3 separate regions of the Gossypium hirsutum genome follow, and all the other regions are linked to region 2. A link is a contact called in public Hi-C data. All regions are on one chromosome and are shown on one strand. Each heading gives the region's core, a stretch centred on a gene start, on an enhancer-like site or on the middle of the called end of the contact. The rest is flanking DNA. Distances are from core to core; before and after follow the strand shown.

Region 1 (4,373 bases), core at 1,294-3,793, 220 kb before region 2:
GAATAATGCTGAATTTATAGCATTCACAGATGATGGGACAGGAGACCTTGTTGTTGGCAAATATGCTCTCTCGTCTCCAGGCACCGTGGCTCATTTCTGTGCCTTCGATTTACAAATGTTTGAACATCGACCGTCGATTCCCTTTTACGTCATAGGTGAGCTTGAGCAGTTGAAATTTAATAAGTGTTTATTTTATGAATTGACGAAGATAAGGAACTCTAAGCGCACACGTGGCGCTACCGTGAGATGACCTGGTAACGTTTTATTTAATTTATTTGGTAAAAACGCTTCTCCTGTCCCTTTTAATTTGAATATTAAGATAATTGGTCCTTCTAAAAAAGTTGGAGCAATTTAATTACTCTCAATTTCAAAAGTAAACAACTAAAAAAAATTAATCACGATGTTAATATTTCCCATTAATTATACATATTTTTTAGTATAAATAACTTTAACTCTCAATGTTTATATATTTTATATAAATGTTGACAGAATGTACAAAAATTATAAGTTAAATTTGTTAAATCAAAACGAAATTGACGTAATCTGTAAACTTTGGATGCTAAATTTTTTATTATGTCAATAATTTTTTATTGCAATTAACGAAAAACATTAACATTGTGGTTAGTTACCCTTAGTTACTCATTTACGAAATTAATAGATATTAAATTGCTCTAATTTTTATTTTTGAAAGGGACAAATATGCTTAATATTGAAATTAAGAAGAACTAGAGAGATTTTTTCCAATTTAATTAATTAATATTATATTGATGATGTATTTTTACATTAATATATATATTGATACCAAATATTTTGATGTATCATTTCAAGTTGATAGGTAGTTTTAAATATTTTTTGTTCATATTATATTTTCATATAAACATATTTCAATTACATATCTATAAATATATTTATATGTAAATATAAATTTTAAAATGATTAATTAAGCACAATAAATTAATTTATTGTTTATATTCTATTTTTAAAAATAAAAATTAAAATAAAAAAAATTAAATTTTAATTTAATATATTAAAAACTTTACTGATCGATACAAGCTTAGATTAACTGGAACAAATTAAAATGCATCGAATTACAGTTAAAACACCTTTTTTATACCACATAAAATTTTTAATTGAAACGAAACTTAAAACAATTTGAGTTAATTTTAAGTTAAAATATGCTTAAAGTCTATGTGTTCTTCATAAATTTAAAATTTAATCCCTTAATTTTTATTTATAAAAATTTAGTCATTATACTTTTAGATTTCAAAATTTAAATATAATTGTTAATATATATATATTATATATATAAATCACATACCAAATATTGAGTTTTATTTGTTATGACTTATATCAATGGCTATCGGAAAACTGAACTTGATGGACCAGTTAGATTAGTTGGACTATCGGTATATCAATCTTGATTAAGAATTAAACTGATTTTGAATAGAATTTTGAACGAACCATTTAGAACCGATTGAATCAAGATAAAAAAAATTAATTGTGTCGATAGTTGAACTAATTTTTTCTATTTATATAATTTTAATAACTTATTTCATTAAAGTTAAATCGATCGATTTAATCAATTAATCACCGGTCCAATTTTAAAATCATTGATTTTAGCAAACACAAAAATAAAGCAGAGCTAAAATAATAAAACTACCAAGGAAATGATTCTTACGTGGCAAAATAAAGGCTAGACCCGAATAGGTCGTGAAAAGTGGCCAATGGTGGATTCCAAAAGATCCATTAATTATAGTTAAATCTCACACAATTAAATTATTCAAATTTTTTTCTAAAAAAACAAAAAAAAATTAAATGAACCATGACACGTCAGCTCACATGACGTGTGGAATAAATTGGAAACCTTACCCGAGACGCGTAGCTCGAGTCATTAACGTACACGTGTACGGATCAGGTGACGTCGGAATATATATAAAATTGGCCAACGCGAATATCGAATGGGTCCAACTCAACAACCAAAATTGTCCCCCCAGCGTATATCCGGTGTACTAAGAGTTAATTGCACTAATCATCCTCAAACTATTATCTTATTTTAATTTGATCTCTAAACTTCAAAATATTCTAATTACATTCTAAAACTATCGATGCTAAACCAATCAAGGTATTCTATTATTGAAACAACTAATTTAGTCATTAAATGACATATAAAATCTTATGTGACATAATTTAAAATAAAAATTCTAAAGAAAAGTAAAATATTATAGAATAACTTTTAAAAATAAAATAAAAAAAAGACAGAATGGACGATAAAATCTTTTACGATATCTATTTTTACAATATTTATTTCTTTAAAATTTTCACTTTTTAGTTATATCGTAAAGATTTTTAAGTCTCATTTAATAGCTAAATTAATGATTTTAGTAACAAAAGGATTTTATTGATATAACATCAATGGTTTAAAAATAGTTTTAGAATATTCTAAAATTTGAATATCAATTTAGAATGAGAGTTATAATTTTGAGATGTTTTGTGCAATTTACTCGTGTATTTACATACAGCGCTCCTTTATACGACACGTGTTTGGTGACGTGGTTGTTTACCTTGGCTGGCGCTTCATTTCTTCTTCTTCTTGTTCACCCCAGCCATAGCTAAAGCAAATTTAAAAAAATTAAAAAAAATTAAAAAAAATCCTCTCAACTTTTGTTCAGTTTTTGAGTAAAGATTAATGCAGTCTTTTTGACTATTTTGTTGAATTATTCTTTCGCAGAGTGAAAGATTTTCGGATTTTTCATATTTTCAAGGTATGTTGAAATTGAAGTTCCGCGTGTATTTTTTTTTTGCGTTATTTTTTAGTGGATTAATGCGTAAGGTTATGTTTGGTTGCTAAGAAAGTTGATGAAACGTGCTGGAAAGTCTATACTTCAATTTAGTTCTTTCTGGATTTTTTTTATTTGGTGAGGTAATGTAGGAAAGTGGATTCAATTTGAAGCTACAACGATCGAAGCTTTTTATTTTTAACAAAGTAGAATCTGTGAGCTGGCTTATTTTTTCAAATCATTACGGAATTTCGTAGGATTTTCTTTTTGTAATTTTTAGCGTTTATCTGTTCATAGATCTCGTAAATTCGTAATAATTTTTTATTAGGAATTAGACGAAGAAAATCGGAACAGCAGTAATTAAAGTATTCTTCTCTTTTTAAAATTTTTTTGGACTCATCTAAGAAAATCTTATTTCATAGGAAAAAAAAAGTGCAGAAATCTGTATTTTCTCGTTGTGTGAGTGACAAACTACTTGAAAGACGGTTATACCCTCGTTCTTTCATATATATATATATATAGATATATATTCTGGTCTTTGCATGTGTAAATTCTGTTTAATTAAAGATTAAGAAGTACGAATCTGAAACTTGTGTTTGTTTCTAGAGAAAATTGATGGACTGCATCAAGCTAGTTCAATGATTACAAATTTAACTTTCATTGATCTGGTGTCGTTTTGAGCATTCAGTAACGCCATATTTGTGTATATATATATATTTCTGTTTTACGAAAAAAGTTATTCTGAAGTAGAATGAGTTTGATGATATCTTCAAACTACATAGAGCCTTATGGAAATTCTAACATTAAATCAAAATGATTGGATCTAATTGCAATTCAGTGCGAATTTGCTTCTATGATTTTTTTTTCCTGAACCATTCATTTTGTTATCAAGCACAATTTCATGTTTCTCTCCTTGATTGCAGTTGAGAGATAGTCAAACACAGTTCTCAAAGTTAAGTTTCAGCTTTGGTGGTTGACCATGGGTAGCAGCGATGAAGGAAAGTCATCTAAATCTGACAAATCATCTTCACCGGCACCACCGGTAAGCTGAGAGGTTATGTCTGTTTAAATGTTGAAACTAGGAAAAAGCTGCACTATTTTATGGTGGAAAAGAACATCTGCTATGCTATGTATGATTATCCAATGGTCGTTGTAGTGGAATTGGCTTAATATTTAACCTTTTTCTGGAGATTAATTTTTAAGGCTTGTATCTGACTACTGGTCAATCCTTTTCTATCCGCAGGACCAGACCAATATTCATGTCTATCCCGATTGGGCAGCCATGCAGGTTATCTACTTTATGCATGCACTTAGTTTCCTCTTTCCTGCTGCTGTTTTAAGGCATTTTTTCAATGGAATTTCTGACGGGGATTTTACGGTTCTTTATTACATATTCAGGCATATTACGGTCCTCGTGTTCCTATGCCACCATATTATAACTCAGCTGTGGCATCTGGCCATGCTCCTTCCCCCTATATGTGGGGGCCAACACAGGTAAGGCCCATGGCTCCAGTGCATTTAATAACTTCATTTAAGTTTACATTCAACTTCTCTGTAACTAATATTACACTTCCAGGCTATCATGCCACCTTATGG
Region 2 (4,016 bases), core at 483-2,982:
TACTCGTTTCCTTTTAGTAATCGGACTTCTATTTTAGATGTCACTAGTGCCTAGCATCAAAAGAAAACTGAGCAAGGCTTCATTCCCATGAACTTAATGTAGAGCTAAAAGGGGAGCACAATTCTTTTGAACTCAAAAGAATGCATAAGAAAATCTCAAACTTGAGCATAATGCTTTGGAGCCTCAAACTTAATAAAGAGCTAAAAGGATTTTGAACCAAAAACATAAATGAAGTACATAAGAAATCAGAAGACTTTGATCCCGAAAAGAAAAACGACAAAAGGAATCAAGGTATCGGGTAGAAAATTGGCATAGCAAAATCAAAGAGTCCAGGAAATAGTAATAGATTTGGCATGCTCATGCAGCATAGTCCACAAAATGCCACTTCAATAAATGTCTAAACCCCATGTCTTTGGGAACCAGAAATGCACAGTTTTAACAAATATGAAACATCAACCAAGGTGATCATTACCATATTCCTCAAGTCTGGATTATGCAAGACACCGTATGCAGCCCATCTCGACCAAGACTCTAGCACAATACCATCATACTCCATTTCTCTATTCATTAAGGAAATAATCCACACAACAAACAACATTAGAAAACATTTGCATAATGCCTTACGTAACATTGTATACCAACAAAAGACCATGGAATAAGAAATCGGAGCTTACTTGCACTCAGTTACCATGAGATCAATAGCTTTATCCATTTGTTTCTTCTTTTTAAGCAGCTCTGTAGGAAATGCTTCCAAAACTATTCTAGGTAATATCTATATATATCAAAAACATATTTCATGATAATGAAAATTACTTTGCTAACAGGCATACAAATTATCCCTAAAAAATAAAAATAAAAAATTAAACTTATATTACCAAAGCATTTCCCCTCATTCTAAGCTCTGATATCCATCCTTTATCAGCATTATGTCTCCCTTCCAGAATCAAGCTGTTTCCATGGCTGGCAACGATTTTTTCTTTTCAATTTTAAAAATTTTAAACAAGTGCTAACTTCAGAGTGTTAATTCAAATTTGGATTTACCTTTTCAAATCATACCAAACAGGTGATAAGTGAGTAAACTTAGAATTAAACCTCTTTGCCATTTCATATCCCTTCGAATTCCTACAAAACTTTTAACTTCAAATAAATAATTTTTTCGTTAAAAAATTAGGAAACTAAAAGCAACATTGAGATGATCTTACCATGGAGTAATGTAAGCCAATACTGGATAATCATAATTTCTTTGCGATTCATTTCCAGCTACGTTCGTATTCTCCTGAAATTACTTAAAATTTCAAATTTTGATGAATATAAGTTCAAATTATATAAATTTCAATATGGTTCTTACAGTGAGGATCTCCTGGAAATTAATATCAGTTTTGATGGGTCCTCGCTCCGTTATGACCGGTTCCAAACGTTTCGTTCCTGACCCGTATTTGTATACGTATACGAGAACAGACACTGCCGGAATTATGATGAAGAAGAGTATGAATATACCGATAAGCTTACGCTCCGAAGCATCTGAGTCGTTGAGTTTTTCTTCTCGAGTTTCTGGTCCAATTCGCTCTTTGCGCCGGTCCTGACTCGGTTCCCCCCGGCGCTCCCGCCTCCTCGCCATTTCTCTCTTTGCTCTCAGTTTTCAAGTCACTGAGAAAGTCGATACTTCGGCCAAAGAAGAACAAAAAGAGGTTAGTGCTTTTACTGACAGGGAAAACGACTTGCCGTTTTGAACAGATTTGGTTCGATATGACAAGTTTACCCTTCACAGGTAATGGTTTTGCATTCCAGTCAGTGGAAGGTGGAGAACAAAAGGGTTGATTTCTATGATTAGTCCCTGTCCTTTACTCAACTTATGAATTTAGTCTCTATTAGATGGGGTCTGTGTTTGATTTCCCATTGTCAGCTTCCACGTTGTTTTCTCGGTTGACGTTCTTGTGACACCGGAGATTAAGGTATGTACACATAATGCCTGTTACAGTAAATTGAAGTTACAAAACAAATTGATTAGCTTATAAGAGTTTGCAACAGTTTACTCAATAAACAGAAAGTCGTAGGTGATTGAAGATGATCAGAGTTAAGATCCCTTGGTAGGATCAGAGTTTGATAGGAGGAAGAAAGATAATTGATAGTGTAAGAGGAGAGAAAGAAGAGTTGTATTGTTTGATGTTTGTGGGTTTTAAAAGGGACGGCTCTGGACATTCTCAAGACATCATACGTTATTTTGGTATTAGTTTCGTACTTCCTGTAACTCAGTTGACCAATTGATATTCTGTCCTCATAGATATAAGTTGTAATATCATACCAAAATATATATATATGACATATAAGTGGAAGGTATTTTGTCCGCGTCAAGGACATGTCCCCCATGGTGTGAGTCTGCGAGGTCTTGGGCTCGTAAAGTCATGGGCTCACCAGTGTTCTTAACTCGTAATATAATTTTAGTTTGTGGCTTTGATCAACAAAATTGACAGGATGTAAGACGAGTTCACTAGATGTAGGTATAACAAGATTTAAGGTAGAGTGAAAAATTAGAAAAGGTTGCATTTGGCTCAAGTTTTTAAATGTGATTCAAAATTTATACTTCAATTTTTTAGATCTGATTCAAATTTCCATTCGCAAATTAGGAAATTATAGTTATACAAATCCAAATAAATTTTATTTTTATAATTTATATATATTTAAGAAATAAAATTTTTATATTTAAATTAATAAATATAATTTATAAATACTATAAAAACTAAAAATTAATTACATAAAAAATTAAGCGGATGAGCTTTTAAAAGCCAAAATACTACATTACATTCATAATTTTTCAAAATCAATCCAAACCAAATTGTTACCTCTCTTTCTTAAAATTCTAAATCAATGTTGATTACAAACATCAATTGATTCGTGGCCTGTTATAGATAGATTGAACTAACAATTGAATTGAATTGAATTTTATAATTTTTTTAATAATTTACTTACGTTGTATTGAACAAACTGATCTGATCGGAAATTAATTATCTAACTAATTCAACCACCAACTCAATTCTAAAAATATTTTTCTTAATTTTAATGTTTTTAGAATCGGACTAGCGATTAAATTTATCAGACCACCAATTTATCATTTTGACTAATTCAATTAGAAAAAAAAAACCTAAATTCATTAATTCAGTTATTGATTCAATTAATTTTTTAATCTTATTGTCCAGATTAATACCTAAATTGATTCTCTAGTTAAAACATTATTGCTTAACCATGAGGAAAACCTGAAAAAAAATCCTCGAGAAAAAAGAAAACAGAGAATAAATTGAAAATCAATGAACCTTGAACAACACGAGAGATACAGATGCTGCTAGCCCTTCTTCAGATGACGCGTGGTGATCCAACATTTTTGGTTAAAGGGCACATTGGGGGATAATCTTTGTCTATAGTTATACGTGGCGATTTCTAAGGTTACCACAAAAAGGCTGGTTTTATTCAAATCAATTGATTTTCGTGCCTCCGCCGTAACAGGCGGTTGTAAATTGGCGGGAAATAAAGGATCGAGCAGAAAGACAGCCAATTAACGGGGTGGAAATGTGGCAGCAACTGGCAGTGGGCCGCTTCATGCAACCACACATTTGGCCGGCGCGGATCTACTGAATTTACGTTTCTACCCCTCTGCTTACCATCATAATATAGCAAATGCCTTCGGAAAACAAGAAGGGCGTTTTAGTCATTGAAATCCATGTTTTGGAACGAACCTCTCATATTGTCCACGTGAATAGATTCTCTCAGACTGTGAGAATCTTCTTCCTCATTTGATTTTTTCATCCTTTTTTCTTTAATTATAAACAGATCTCACTCTCAAAAAACAAAAAAAAAAAGGTCTGTTTCAATTTCGAAATTCAAAAAGATGCTCCCGTTTTTCAGCTTGTATTTTCTTCTCCGAATTCATCAATTTTGACTCAGCTTTCAAGTTTTCTTTTCTCTTTTACGTTTCTCATATCTATCGGTTCCGATATTGCGATCCAGCATTGTACGATCTCTCC
Region 3 (4,217 bases), core at 722-3,221, 150 kb before region 2:
ACCATGAAACCAAAAGCCCGGTAGAACCTAGATTTAGCACAACCAACCAAGTTGTGATGCTGTACCCATTAAACAGCCGTTGCCACCAAGGTCCTTTCTCAAATCCACCTCTGAAATCATCCACTACAAGCCGTGCCATATTGAAGATTGAACCAAAACTGGAAGAGGAATGTCGAATCAGAATAAACCAACCAATGATCATATTGATCACTTTAAATGACTTGAACTTTGCAATGAACATTTTGTAATAGTAAAAAGGGAACCTACGTGTACAACTGTATGTTCTGCCAGTATAAGCTGTCGTTGTTCTTCTTCATCAGGAATTCCGTATAAACACCAGCCAATGCCGAAAGACAAGCAGACAAAATTCCTAACATGTATCCTTGAATCGGTGCTGAGAACAGGGAGTCACACGAAGCCTCTCCACATCCTTTGACCTTGATAAGACGGAAGGATATTTGAAAACTAAGTACTCCACTAAATTGTTGACATAAAAGCGTTCGCACAAAAACAAAACAAGAAATTTTAAAATTTTCTAGGAGATAGACCGCTTCAAGGGCATATATTATCGGTCCTAACGAGATACAACAGTTTCCTACAAAGAGATATTTCATTTTTAACTAGTTTTCGCTTCTCACCTTCCCATCCCGAAAATTCTCCAACAATATACAAAGCATTTTATTCACTTAACTCACTGCAAAGAAGACCATCATATTAACTAGTTTTTCCAACTTATTTCTCATTCAATTTCTCTATAGTTATTCCAAATCTAGCAAAACCATTGCTTGATTTCTCATTTCTCACATGGGATTCAAGTTTTAACAAATCAAAATACATTACAGGCTAATTTTCCAACACTTGAGAAATATCAATCCCAAATCAAAGTGTAACTAGTCTTCTAGTGCAATTATCATTCATAACATCTTAACCAGCCACAAACTTGCATCGATAACCGCTGCAGTGCAAATCACAGTGCGAAAAACATAAACAGTTAGTTTTGAATCCGGAGTATACCTGACTTGTCGTTGTTCCAACAGCCAATAGAACAATCGCCATCCATTGTAGATTTGAAAGCTTCTTCTTAAGAAATAACCTAAAAAATCATGAAACAACAACAACATCAATGAGCAACCCCAGTTTTGTACATTAAAAAAAAAGTTCCAAAATACAGAAATTAATAGTAAGCACACACCTGAACAAAATCCCAGTAGTGACAATCTTCAAATTACCCATTATCTGATACGTCGATGTATCAACATACATAAGAGTAGCAAACTGTACATTATTATGGATCAAGTAAATAACTGAAGGAATAGGAAACAATCTAACACTCTTCCAATCCGTTGTCATTTTCGGCGGCGGCGATTTCTTTCGTTCTCTCCATAGAAAAACACTTGATACGATAAGCTTTAAAAAAAACAAATCTATATTAAAAAAAAATAACAAGCCATTTAGATCTAAATTAAGAAAATTCAAGTGAAATTTTTAAGGAAAAAAAGTTACCTTAAAGACCTCAGCAAGGAAAGGGATGGTGGCGTAATCGTATTTATATTTGCCATTGGTCTGTGATAGAGTTGTTAAGATCCCCTGCAAAATGTAAAAGATGAATGTATAGATCTGATCGTAATTTTATAGAGTGGGATAAGCAAAATGAAAAAAAAAAAGGGAGAGGGGGGAATTAGGGTTTGAGGTTTACTAAAAACCTGAGAACTGGTGAGGATGGTGAGAAGAGAAGCTACTAAGTACCACTTCATTATCTTTTTTTTCTAAAACAGTGAGAGGGAAGCAGTTGAACCAGTGTCAGGGAGTTGACGAGGGAGAAAGAATAGAGAGAGACGGGATCGTTCGAGCTACTCAGTGATCCAACTGATACAAGGTCAGAACGCCGTCGTTCCGCCTGTGGTGTTTAATTTCTGTTAGCTGTCGAACTCGATTTGATTAATCAACGTCCGAACTCAGTTAAACTTGATTTAATCATAAAAAATTAATAATCAAATCATTTAACTAAAATCTAAAAGTATTTAAACTCAAAACAACTCAAAATGGTAAATTAATTAAATTTAAATATCCAGTTTCTAAATTTAAAATCATGGAATAATCCAAAATTTTTAAAAACTAATTTAATGTATCAATTTGGTAAAAAAAATTATTTAGTCCTTTCTAATTTCGACTTTGAGTAGAACAGTCCGTATTAAAAAAAATTAAAGTAATCTATAATATATTTCATTAAGTGTGCATAATTTGAATTGATATAATTAAAATTTTAATTTTCAATATTTATATATTTTATTATTTTTATTTTTATTTTAAAAAATTCGAGAAATTTAATCTCAATATCTATACATTTATAGGTAATTTTGTTAATTAAGATCAAATTGATAAATTGATAAAGGATATTAACTAATTTACAATTTTGAAATTAAAAAACATTACTCAATTTCGAATAAAAAATATTTTTACCTATTAATCTAAAAATTTACTTTCTGCTAGAGATTAAAATACCTCATTTGTCTTTTTCGTTTGACATAATATTTCTACTAGATTTCATCGAATCCACAGTGAAAATGAGAAAGAATGGTAACAAATTTACATTTTAAAATTATTGAATAAGTGTTGGATCATATCTATGGTATGAAATTAAATTATTTTGGTTAAAATAATAAATAATGTTCTATTAATTTAATCGGTAATTTCATAGATAATGGAATTGGAACTCGTAAAAACAAAACCATGGATAATAACATCCTTGAGTGTAATCATATCAAGCAGAGTCCAAACTTTGAAATTCAAGATTCTATAACTCAAAACATCAATTTCTAAACTCTCGTTCAGCTCATAATCGAGCTAATTCATTCCTAATTTACCTTTTTATATAATAAGAAAAGATGTAATTTCATAATATAAAAAAATATATTAAAGTAAAAAAAACTCGATTAAACTCGCAAGACATTTGAATATTGCAGTGCTCGAATTCAGCCTAAGCTCAGCTCGATAATTACAAACAAATGGTTATTCGCATTGTTCCTTCATCCTTATTGGCACAACACGTGAATAAGTACAGTGTTTACATAGGAAACATTTGAAGCCATTATAAGACATTATACAGGCAGGCAGTGTCACGAGCCGAGACTCGGTCTCGGTCCGAGTCGGTGCAGCTCTCTGTGTACAAGTTTCTAAAACTCATTTATGAGAAACGAAATAAGAGTACTAAGAAAACTGTCCCTAGTTCACCTTCCTATCTGTTCCATTGCCTACAAAAAAAAGAATAGCAACACACCTTCCTCATCATAAACATTTCAATCTGAATGGGGCACCATTTCAGTCTGATATTCTAATCTCAACCCCTAAAATGTCCTTCACCACTTCATATGTCACAAACGCGAGTGCTATCGATGGTACAACCTGGAAAACAAGAAAAAGGAATAAACAATCAAATATTGACCGTTGAAGGACAAGATTTACTCAGATTATAAGACATAAAACATCCCATTCTGGTCATTTGCATCGGTTAGTGAATGCGTGCTCAGGCTTACTTTTTAACCAGATGCTAATCTTTGCCTAATCCATGCATAAACTCATCAAAGATCAAAATCAAATAATGCAGAGGTCTCGATGATATTTTAGTATGAATTGAAAATGTTATTCGAGTATTTATAAACAAATGAACATTTATGAATCAGAAGAGACTGACCTTAACAGAATTAGGGACCAGACCCTTGTATAATGCTCCAAAGCCCTCATGCCTAACAGTTTTCCCGAATGCATCGATCATGCCAGTATACTCGAGAGGGGCCTTGTTCCTCCCATCACCAGTGACGACAGAGGCTGCCTCTTTCCATCCTACCATTTGCATTCTTCTGCGAATCACGTCAAGAGGGTAAGCAACGGTTTGGCCAACAGTTCCAGCAGCAGCCCCACAAGCAAGCCTGGTCGTCACGCTCAACTCGGAGTCTTCAACCAATCCGAATGTTTTACTTTTGATTAACCGATCTTTTAGAGATTCGTACACGGCAAAGTTCAGGCCCACATATGGTATCTGAAAACACAAGATGAATTCAAATGAACATGAAACAAATAACTTAGTGATCATTTTTTACCGCCCAAAAAGGGGATACGAGCATTATGCATAATTCGTAGGAACACAATGGAGCTGACAAAAGACCAAGAAAGTAAAAGTCATAACAGATAAAAGCAACTGCAGAAAGCTCCACAACAAT

The links. Hi-C and Micro-C count contacts between places; a contact is called where the count stands out from the background.
Region 1: a Hi-C map of leaf shows a contact between it and region 2, with 2.4 times the contacts expected there. The contact joins the promoter of LOC107945871 here to the promoter of LOC107945856 in region 2. A contact is called at or near these places in 3 of 34 Hi-C or Micro-C datasets (all in leaf).
Region 3: a contact with region 2 is called in a Hi-C map of leaf, with 2.5 times the contacts expected there. The contact joins the promoter of LOC121224121 here to the promoter of LOC107945856 in region 2. A contact is called at or near these places in 10 of 34 Hi-C or Micro-C datasets (anther, callus, leaf and 1 more).

The regions. Positions count from the first base shown.
Region 1 is chrD12:40,622,754-40,627,126 of Gossypium_hirsutum_v2.1, forward strand. It overlaps LOC107945871 (G-box-binding factor 3), which reads left to right and starts at 2,544. Exons shown (of 13, transcript XM_016880025.2): 1 at 2,544-2,762; 2 at 3,701-3,819; 3 at 4,021-4,065; 4 at 4,176-4,271; 5 at 4,354-4,373. The coding sequence starts at 3,757.
Region 2 is chrD12:40,839,780-40,843,795 of Gossypium_hirsutum_v2.1, forward strand. It overlaps LOC107945856 (chitinase domain-containing protein 1), which reads right to left and starts at 1,733. Exons shown (of 8, transcript XM_016879999.2): 1 at 1,349-1,733; 2 at 1,203-1,276; 3 at 1,042-1,122; 4 at 876-960; 5 at 675-772; 6 at 473-560. The coding sequence starts at 1,618. LOC107942797 (phospholipase A1 PLIP1, chloroplastic) reads left to right here and starts at 3,217. Exons shown (of 6, transcript XM_041106718.1): 1 at 3,217-4,016.
Region 3 is chrD12:40,684,567-40,688,783 of Gossypium_hirsutum_v2.1, forward strand. LOC121224121 (CMP-sialic acid transporter 1) reads right to left here and starts at 1,972. Exons shown (of 8, transcript XM_041106714.1): 1 at 1,704-1,972; 2 at 1,504-1,587; 3 at 1,193-1,407; 4 at 1,015-1,093; 5 at 268-437; 6 at 1-158. The coding sequence starts at 1,754. It overlaps LOC107948189 (mitochondrial adenine nucleotide transporter ADNT1), which reads right to left. Exons shown (of 8, transcript XM_016882657.2): 7 at 3,692-4,036; 8 at 2,934-3,402. The coding sequence ends at 3,319.